3 separate regions of the Sus scrofa genome follow, and regions 1 and 2 are each linked to region 3. Evidence: chromatin contacts called from public HiChIP or PLAC-seq data. All regions are on one chromosome and are shown on one strand. The core of a region is the stretch at or near the end of the contact, and the rest is flanking DNA. Distances in the headings are between cores, read along the strand shown. Region 1 holds the start of PPP1R3F (protein phosphatase 1 regulatory subunit 3F). Region 2 holds the start of PRAF2 (PRA1 domain family member 2). Region 3 holds the start of PLP2 (proteolipid protein 2).

Region 1 (2,950 bases), core at 161-2,660, 110 kb after region 3:
TAGGAGAGGGAGCAGTAGGAACAGAGACTGGAGACAGAAAGATGGGCGGTGAGGCCACTGTCGGCTATGGCGTTTGAGTCAGGCAAGAATGACAGGGATTTGATCTGTGATAGTCAATGTCTGCCAACATGGCCAACCAACTCCCGGCTGCATACAGTCACGCTCAGAGTTAGAAAAAGCTAATTTTCAAAAAAAAAAAAAAACAAAAAAAAACCCCAAAACCTCAATCTCTCCTTCATTCAACAATGGTGCCAAATCCTGGAGAACACTGAGAATGATAATCAGGGGCATTCTCGGCTAGTGGTACTGCCCAAGCTAAGGTTCGGAGGTGGGCAGGGGAGAACCAGCAACTGTGACCGCAAAGTCCGTTTTGCTTTCTTGATCTCACACTAGGGTACGGTCTAGGTTCTTGGGGGCTCTCGGCATTCACAGCCCTGGGGCAAAAGGGAGTGGTCATGGAGGGTTAAGGAGAAGGTAAAACCATCCACGAGAGGTACACTTTTCCTAAAGGCTGCCTGCACTCTACGGTTCTGTAGCCCGACCACCCTACAACCTAGACTACCTACGCACCATCCTCTCCTCCGGCCTCCTTATTGGCTGCTCATCCTCTCCTTCACACCACCTACAACACCCTCGTTGGCTCTGCTCTTTGCCGTCCCACCTCCGGATCCTTCGGTCCCGCTATGCTTTCTAGCTTTGGTATTGGTTCACCCCGTTCCAGCACCCTTTGACGTCTCAACAGTCTTCACTCTGGCTCCTCCATTGGCTAACCGCCATCTCTCTTTCCTGCTCCCGCCTTCGCCGCCTACCCATTGGCTTTCCCCCTTCAGTCCCGCCTCCCGGGCAACTCACACACCGCCTCTCGGTCACTTCTAGTCTCCGCAGTGGCTAGTTCAGCCCTGGCACCGCCCCTTGAAGGCGTAGTGCACATTCACAGGACTCCTCATTGGCTCGCTGCAGCCATTAGCGTCATCTCTTCCGTACGCCACAGGCGCGCGACTCCCCATTGGCTCTTCGCTGTCTCTAGCTTCCATCCCACCACCTACGCAACCCACGGATCTCCTGCTTTTCTGGTCTCTCCGTTCGCTTCCGCTGCCCCCCATCGCCTGAAACCATTCCATTTTCCCCGGCGCCCATACACCGCTCCCGCTTCCCTATTATCTGTCCTACGACTGCTCTCTTCATCCCGGACCCCGCCCCCCCATTCAGGCCTCCCCATTGATTCCCCGATCATCCCGCCTCCTACACCGCCCACTCTCGGGCATCCCCATTGGCTGCGCGCTTCCCCTGCACGCGCTTCACCGCCTACGTCACGCGTGCGCGGCTCCTCATTGGCTCTCCGCTACACCTGTCTTCGTCTCGCCGCCTACGCCCCCCGTGAGTCGTACCCCCCCGCGCTGGCCTTCCCATTGGCTGCTCGCCCCTTCAGGCCCTGCCCCCGCCGGTCCCGCCGCCGGTGCCGTCGGTGCCGCCGCCGCCGCCGATATGGCGCGCACGGCCCCTGTGGAGCCCCCGCTGCGGCATCCCGCGCCCCCCTCGCCGGCCGCGGGCGAGCCCCGCACCTCAGTCGAGGTAGCGGTGGCCCCGCGGCGGGTGCTGTTCGCCGATGAGGCCCTGGGGCTGCCGCTGGCGCAGCTGCGCCGCTACCGGCCGTGGGGCGGGCCCGGGGCGGGCAAGATGGCGGCGGCGGCCGGGCAAGATGGCGACGGCGGCGGGGCTGACGAGGACGACGATGGCGAGGATGGGGATGAAGGGGAGGAGGAAGAGGAGGCTTGCCCCGAGCCCTCGCCGCTGTGCCCCGTCCCCGCTGGCGGGGGTTTTACCTGGTGCCCACATTTTCGCTGCCGCCCGCGTCAGGCCGTCTGGAGCGCTTGGGGCGCGTCATGGTGGAGCTGGAGGCTCTGTTGCCGCCTCCCGGAGCGGTCCCCGGGGGTGCCGGGGTGTGGGTGCCCGGGGGGCGCCCGCCCGTGCTGCGCGGGTTGGTCCGCGTGCTGAACCGCTCCTTCGAGAAGGCGGTGCACGTGCGGGCCTCACACGACGGCTGGGCTTCCTTCTGCGACCACCCAGCGCGCTACGTCCCGCGCAGCCCGCCATGGGCAGGAACGGGAGGACCAGGAGCAGGAGATCCCATCCTGGATCTGGCCCTTGGCCTGGGCCCCGGCCAGGCGTCCGCCTCCTCGCCCGACGACGGCGGCCGCACCGACCGCTTTGCCTTCCAGCTGCCCTTTGCTGAGGGCGCGGGCGATGGGGCGCGCCTGGACTTCGTGGTGCGCTATGAGACCCCCGAGGGCACTTTCTGGGCCAACAACCACGGCCGCAACTACACAGTCCTGCTCCGGATTGCACCCGCTCCCACACCCACTGATGCCGAAGGGCTGCCCCAGCAGCAGCAGCTGCAGCAGCCGGAGCCACAGCCCGAGTGCCAGGGTCCCGTGGAGGCTGAGGCCAGGCAGCTGAAGAGCTGCATGAAGCCGATGAGGCGCAGGTAATGTCTGCCAGCGCCACCTCCGCCAACGCAGGGCTGTGTCTAGGATGGAGGACAAGCAGTCTGGCCCAGGAACCCCTCAGGCTTGCTCACCAGGACTGGGAGGAGGGCTCATTCAGTCAGTTAGTCAAAGAGTAATGGAGACCAAACGTGTGCTAGGCTGTGTTTTAATTACCGGGGTTTCATTCATGTATTGAATTCCACTGTAGAGCCCTGAACAAGACAGACATCTTCCCTGCCCTCCAGAATCAACAGGCTTTTATGAGAGACTGGAAAAAAAACAACCAGCAGGCGGATGAGCTACATAGGGATAAGGTTAGCTGCTGAGAGGAAAGGAGAATAGGAATAGTTGGGGAGGCAATAGCTGCTTAAGGCAGGGTGTTGGGGGAGGGCCTTTGAGGAAGTAAGTCCTGGATGCTGATTAGCAGAGTTAATGCTCAGGCGTGGGGGGAGAGTTTGTAGAAA
Region 2 (2,794 bases), core at 251-2,750, 65 kb before region 3:
CGGCGCACGGCTGCGCGAGTCTCAGCCGCCCACACCAGCATGCCGAGGGCCACGGCCACCACGAGCGCGCTCAAGAGGGTGTGCAGAGGCCGCACGTACCTGCGGGGACAATGGAACTAAGCTAGCCGGGCAGGCAGCGAGAGGGCCGCCCGGTCTCTGAGTCTCCCAGACCACCGTCCACCCGATCCCAGGCCCCGAGCGCTTTGGTCCACCCGCGACCCCACCACCTTCCAGCCGGGCAAATACCCCTGCCAGCCCCATCTTCGACAGGTCCACCGCCCTGGGCTCCCCCGTGGGCTCTCATTTCTTTCTTGTCAATCCTACAGTCCCATCTTCCTGAAATCTCCTGCTTCCAGCCTTCCCATCGGGCTCTCAGCCTTTTTCTGCTCTTTCCTGCCGACCCTACCCCACCCACAGGACCCACTCCAACCCCCCCATCCCAACCTGCTCCCAAACCCACCCTTTGCAAAGGCCCAGCCCTTGCAGTCCTCTTCCAGGCCTTCCCCTTTTCCCTTTCCCCAGGCCCAGAGTCCTTTATGAGATCCCTTTCCAGACTTCCTCCCCTCGAAATCCCCCCTCCAGATTCCGATTTCCCTATAGATTCCTCCTTCCATCATTGCTAGAACCCTTTCAAGGCTTTCGGTCCCACTCTTAAATTCCAGTCGTACCCAAGTCTCACCTCCGGGTTCTCCACCCCCCACCCTGGTCTCAGGCCTGCCATCCCTGGATCGTCCTTGGCTCAAGTCCCCCAATAGGTACCTGCTTCTGGAGAGTCCCAGGAGCCAGGCTCCTCTCCACGCCCATATCCTCCACAAGTCCCCCCTTTCGGCTTGACCACATCCCTGTCCCTGTCTCTGCCCTACGTCCTCCAGGGCCACCTTAATCGGGGCCCCATCACCCCTCAGGCAGTCATATCTCATTTTCAGGCCCTCCTTATCTTCAGGTCCATCCCCTAGCCCAGTTTCCCTTTCAGTTCCACACTTTCTCTATCCTCCCCAGGTCTTTCCCCCAGACCCTCCATCCCCGTCGGGCCTCCCTCAGCCGGGCTCTATCCCTCCCCAGTCCCTTCTTATAACCAGCTTCTATTTCTTTCAAGTCCCCCCCTCCCATGACCCTTAGGCTTTCCATCTCTACTGAATTCGCCCCTTCAAGGTCTTGCAGCCCCCTCAAAATCCCGCGGGTCCACCCTCCATGCCCAGCGGGCGTCCTCGGCCAACCGGAGTCTCCCTCCCTCACCCAGCCAGAGCGAGACCGAGGCCGAAGCAGACAAGGTAGTTGGTTTGGTAGTAGAGGAGGTTGTTGATGACGCGGTGGCACCATCGCTGCGGGTCGCAAGGATCCGGGGCCGCCAGACGTGCCGACCCCAGAACGAAGTCGTCCAGGGCGCGTAGCGGTGGCAGCCGAACCTCCGACATCCTGCCAGTCGATGCAGCTGGACCAGCGGAGCGGTCGGACTACAACACCCGTTCCACCCCGCGCCACCGCGAGGCACACCGGGAAATGGAGTCTGGACCCGGCAGCCGCTACCCTGGCGACCTAGTTGACAGCGCAGGTGCGGCAATGCACGTGACCGGAAATGCAAACACGCCGGAACTGCAGGGAAGCAGGGGCCGCCGGGAAACCAAGTCTCCGCCGAGGGCGAGGCGTTCCCATCCACCCCCAGGCGGGGGCGCCACGGGGACGGTTCTGGCGGCTCAGGCATTGAGGACAGGCAGAGACTGGCGGAAGGACCTGAGTAGGATCCCACTTCCATCCCGTCAGGGTCCGGTCCTTTCCAAGAAACTGCAGGGCCTTTTCAGCCTCATCTGCTCCAGGCCCCACTCCCGAGGTCCAGCCATAAATACCGTTAAGGGTCTTTTATTCATTTTCATCACATCAGAGATGTCTCTTTCTGGCAAGTTTTTAAAAATCCCCACAGGTTGGATTAGGGCACCCGCTCTGGGTCCCTAGCAGTCTTCTCCAGGCGGGAGCCCCAGGGGGTCCGCTGCCTCCCTGAGTCCCTGGCCTGGCCCTGCAGGCACACAGTCATCGGGAAGTGCTTGAGGGACCTGAGCTGTTTAGGCATTGCTCTCAAGAGTGGAAAGTGCGCACCTGCTCCATTAATGCTTGATGGCTGGCGGCTTCCACAGCACTCCCACCCCCACAAAGGCTTTGCAATCTGTCACCGCAGTCCCTAGCACAACCCAGAGGGTCCTTAAAAGTCATCATCATCACAGATGTCAAGGTATACATCGAAAGCCTCTCTGTTGCAGTTTCCATCAGGAGTGAAGACATATTTGTGGAAGGTCCCATCTACACAGATGGCTGGAGGAGGGGGGACGATTGGTAAGAGGTTAGAAGCTGTCAAAGCCACACACTCCAATCCTCTCAGGTGTCCCACGGCCTAAGGCCTATGGCCAGGCCTTTGCCCACGTTCCATCCCCCTTACTGATGATGATGGAGGTGAACCAACGTTTCAGCTCTTTCAGGCCTCCCATGCCCTAAAAATTCTTTCAGGTCCAATTTGCAGGCCCTCGCCCATGCAGTGCCCCCAAGCAAGGGCTATTCCCACTCACCAATGACAGAGTTGACGTTCTTGGAAGTATTGCGACCGAAAGCACAGATGCAGGCTGACTCAGCAGGCACGGTGAAGCTCGCCAGGCTCCACTGAGAATCCACGTACTGCCCAATCATAGGCCCCACTTTGCCCACGCGAGCCAGCCTGCAGGCAACACAGGCTTAGCCCAGGTGTGGTACATGGGCAGGGGGATGGGGGCGAGGCGGGGTGGGGCGGGGGGCACTCACGCGGAGCGGC
Region 3 (2,872 bases), core at 292-2,791:
AGGTGTGGCTCAGATCTCTCATTGCTGTGGCTGTGGTGTAGGCCGGCAGCCATAGCTCTGATTGGACCCCTAGCCTGGGACCTCCATATGCTGTGGGTGCGGCCCTAAAAAGACCAAAAAAAAAAAAAAAAAAAGAAGAAGAAGCTAGGTGTCTGAAGGGCTGGGAAAAGGATATTGACAGCTGTGGGGACAGCAAGTTCAAAGGCCCTGATGCAGAGCAGGGTTTGTTCTGTTCTAGAAACTCAGGCACGTCCTCAAAGAGTTGGAAAGCACACAGTTGGCTCTGGGAAGTGTGCTTCATGCCTTCCACTATCCAATCACTCTTCAGGCAACCTGGGCTGAAAGAGGGGAGCCCCTTCTGTGGTTGTGTGGGACTCCGGGTTGGGGACGGAAAGCAGACCGGCCTTGGTTGAACCATCCTGGCCTTCCAATGAGATGAGAATGAAAGCAACACCCACTCTGGAGGGTGTGCCCCTCAGCACATCTTGGGGGAGATCCTGATGCCCGTGACCAGGTGCATGTCGCAGATGCAGAAATTGAGGCTGAGTCAGGAGAAATTACTCGCTCAGGATAACACGCTCTTCAAATGTCATCAGCCTGTTCACCGAGCCTGGCACCCAAGAGCCTTGCCCTCATCTTGCCAAGCTCCCAGCAATAAATAAGCCTGTCCTCCTTCCCCATTCTTCATCTGGGACTGGGCTGACAGACCCTTTACTTAGAAGCAGGAAACAGAAGCTCAGCACTTAGGGCCAAGACCTCCCCAGAATTGCAGAACAGAGAATCATATCTTGGGCTCTGACACTATTAAAAAAGTCCACCCTCATCTACTCAGCAGCGTGATGCTCCACAGGCTCTGTTCTCTCTCTGTCTCGGGTCTGTGCACTGGCGAGGTCCCATTCCCATTGCTACTAAGAGGTTTATTCCACCGTCTATGACCTTTTGTCCACAATTCCAAAATCCAAAAAAACTCCAGAGACCCACAGTTTTCCCACAAAGTTGGGCACCATTTGGTTCATTTGGTTACAAAACTTGACTTAACCAGGAGTGATTTTTGGTCCTGGCTTATCCCACTTGCTGTGAACGGCCACACCATTCCATGAGGAAATAACGTGTTTGTTTGTTAGTTTTTAACCGGGCAGTCTCAGACACCGCTGAGAAAAGTCATATATCTTATATGCACTGGGAAAACTCTCTAAACCCCGAAATATGCTGAATTCTGAAAACGGACCTGAATTTAACCCTGGCTTTGGCCCTTTTTCCAGCTAAGGAAACTGAGGCACTCCCTCCCCAAAGCCAAAACATTTCTGAGTTGAGGCAGCCCCAGGCACATTTGTATTCTAAAAACGGGAAGGGTCGTCTCCTTTCAACACACGTTACGAGGAACTGCCGAGCCTCAGAAGCTGGTAGTTCCCCCCCCCCGCCGCCCGAGATGGGGCGCCCCGGGGCGGGGTGGGGGGCGCTGTGCGCTGTGCGCTGGGCAAGGAGAATCCTTGGCGGGCGGGGCGAGGGGCTTCCGGGGCGGCAGCCACCTGGCCCAGCCCGCTCCGGCCCCGCCCGCTTCTGCTCCGCGCGGTGATTCACTCCCTCCTTCGCCCCGGGGCCCCCTTCCCGGCCAGACGGCGGGGAAGACGGTTGGGTGTGCAGCGTCCTCGAACCCGCAAGCAAGCGAGCAGCTCCTCGGCGCCCTTCGGGACTCAGGTCCACGCCATGGCGGATTCCGAGCGCCTCTCGGCCCCGGGCTGCTGGGCCGCCTGCACCAACTTCTCGCGCACCCGAAAGGGATTTGTCCTGTTGGCTGAGATTGTAAGTGTCCTGGGACTGGCTGGTGGGCAAAGGCGGGTGGAGTGGCTGGATCACGCGGACTGGGGCAGCCCCGGGGGAGGCAGGCTCGCGGCCGCGGGTGATCGGCAGTGGGGCGCGGGGTGGGTGGGTCGGTGACGGAGGCCCGAAACCAGGGGCACATGCAGGGCGAGTCAGTGAGGTTTGGAGAAGGTGGTCGGCAGCTGCTGGCCCATGGAGTCAGGCACGAGGCCCACAGGGCATACGGGCGACCCCGCGGAAGGAGACCCCGTAGATTCATTAGTGGACTCATAGAAGGGGTTCCCGGGGCTGGGTGGTGGGGGATCCTCCCGTGGCAGGGCGTGGCGCGGCCTGGGCAGTGGCGGGCGGGCTGGCAGAGCGCCCAGGGGCGGGACCTGTTGGGGTGGGGCCCCCGCGCGCGCTTGTCCCGCGGGGCAGGGCCACCCGTCCTACCCCAGTTCTTCCTCGCTCCTCTGTGACGGGGCGGGAGGTCCTTAGCTATTGGGGCCGCTCGGGAGCCTCGGTTTCCCACCCCCGGCAAAGGGGGTGCCTCCTTTGAGTCGCTCGTAAAAGAGGTGCGGCGCCTTTAACAGAGCCCTGCCCCTCCGGTGTCACTCGCACCGATTCCCAAAGGGGTTGCCCGGGGAACCGCACGTCCCGCCCCGTCAAAGCCCTGAAGCTGGCGCCAGCAGCGCTCACAAAAACCACCTGAAGGCACCACTCCCCTTGGGCTATCCTAGAAGGGAAAAGAGGGGAAACTGAGGCACCCAACCCTACCCCTCCCTAGCTAGGTGACCCTGGATAAGTTACCTCGTGTCTCTCTGTTCCTCTCTTTTCTCATCTATGACATAAAGGTATTAATAATAGTACCTGGCTCATTAGGTTGTTGCGATGATTGAGGGAATTAATACCTGTACAGCTCTTAGAACAATATCCCAAACACAGTATGCACACATTAAGTGTTTAGCTATTGGTCATCTTCCCAGTCCTGGTGGGCATCTGAGTTTGAGACCCTCCCCACCCCCAATTTAAACCCACGCCCTCAGCCCTTGGAGTCGATCGATCGAAGCCC

Evidence for each region. HiChIP or PLAC-seq counts read pairs in DNA pulled down with a chosen protein or histone mark.
Region 1: a contact with region 3 is called in an H3K27ac HiChIP or PLAC-seq map of alveolar macrophages. The contact joins the promoter of PPP1R3F here to the promoter of PLP2 in region 3. A contact is called at or near these places in 2 of 47 Hi-C or Micro-C datasets (heart right ventricle and liver) and 1 of 2 datasets of contacts at active chromatin or transcription factors (alveolar macrophages).
Region 2: a contact with region 3 is called in an H3K27ac HiChIP or PLAC-seq map of alveolar macrophages. The contact joins the promoter of PRAF2 here to the promoter of PLP2 in region 3. A contact is called at or near these places in 1 of 5 promoter capture datasets (liver), 4 of 47 Hi-C or Micro-C datasets (alveolar macrophages, embryonic fibroblasts, epiblast stem cells and 1 more) and 1 of 2 datasets of contacts at active chromatin or transcription factors (alveolar macrophages).

Annotation. Positions count from the first base shown.
Region 1 is chrX:43,326,789-43,329,738 of Sscrofa11.1, forward strand. It overlaps PPP1R3F (protein phosphatase 1 regulatory subunit 3F), which reads left to right and starts at 1,411. Exons shown (of 5, transcript XM_003135095.5): 1 at 1,411-1,810; 2 at 1,813-2,485. The coding sequence starts at 1,486. It also overlaps a transcript of FOXP3 not described here.
Region 2 is chrX:43,148,850-43,151,643 of Sscrofa11.1, forward strand. PRAF2 (PRA1 domain family member 2) reads right to left here and starts at 1,501. Exons shown (of 3, transcript NM_001243880.1): 1 at 1,237-1,501; 2 at 1-99. The coding sequence starts at 1,415. It overlaps WDR45 (WD repeat domain 45), which reads right to left. Exons shown (of 11, transcript NM_001190293.1): 9 at 2,785-2,794; 10 at 2,556-2,701; 11 at 1,842-2,304. The coding sequence ends at 2,195.
Region 3 is chrX:43,213,831-43,216,702 of Sscrofa11.1, forward strand. PLP2 (proteolipid protein 2) reads left to right here and starts at 1,542. Exons shown (of 5, transcript NM_001244435.1): 1 at 1,542-1,803. The coding sequence starts at 1,708.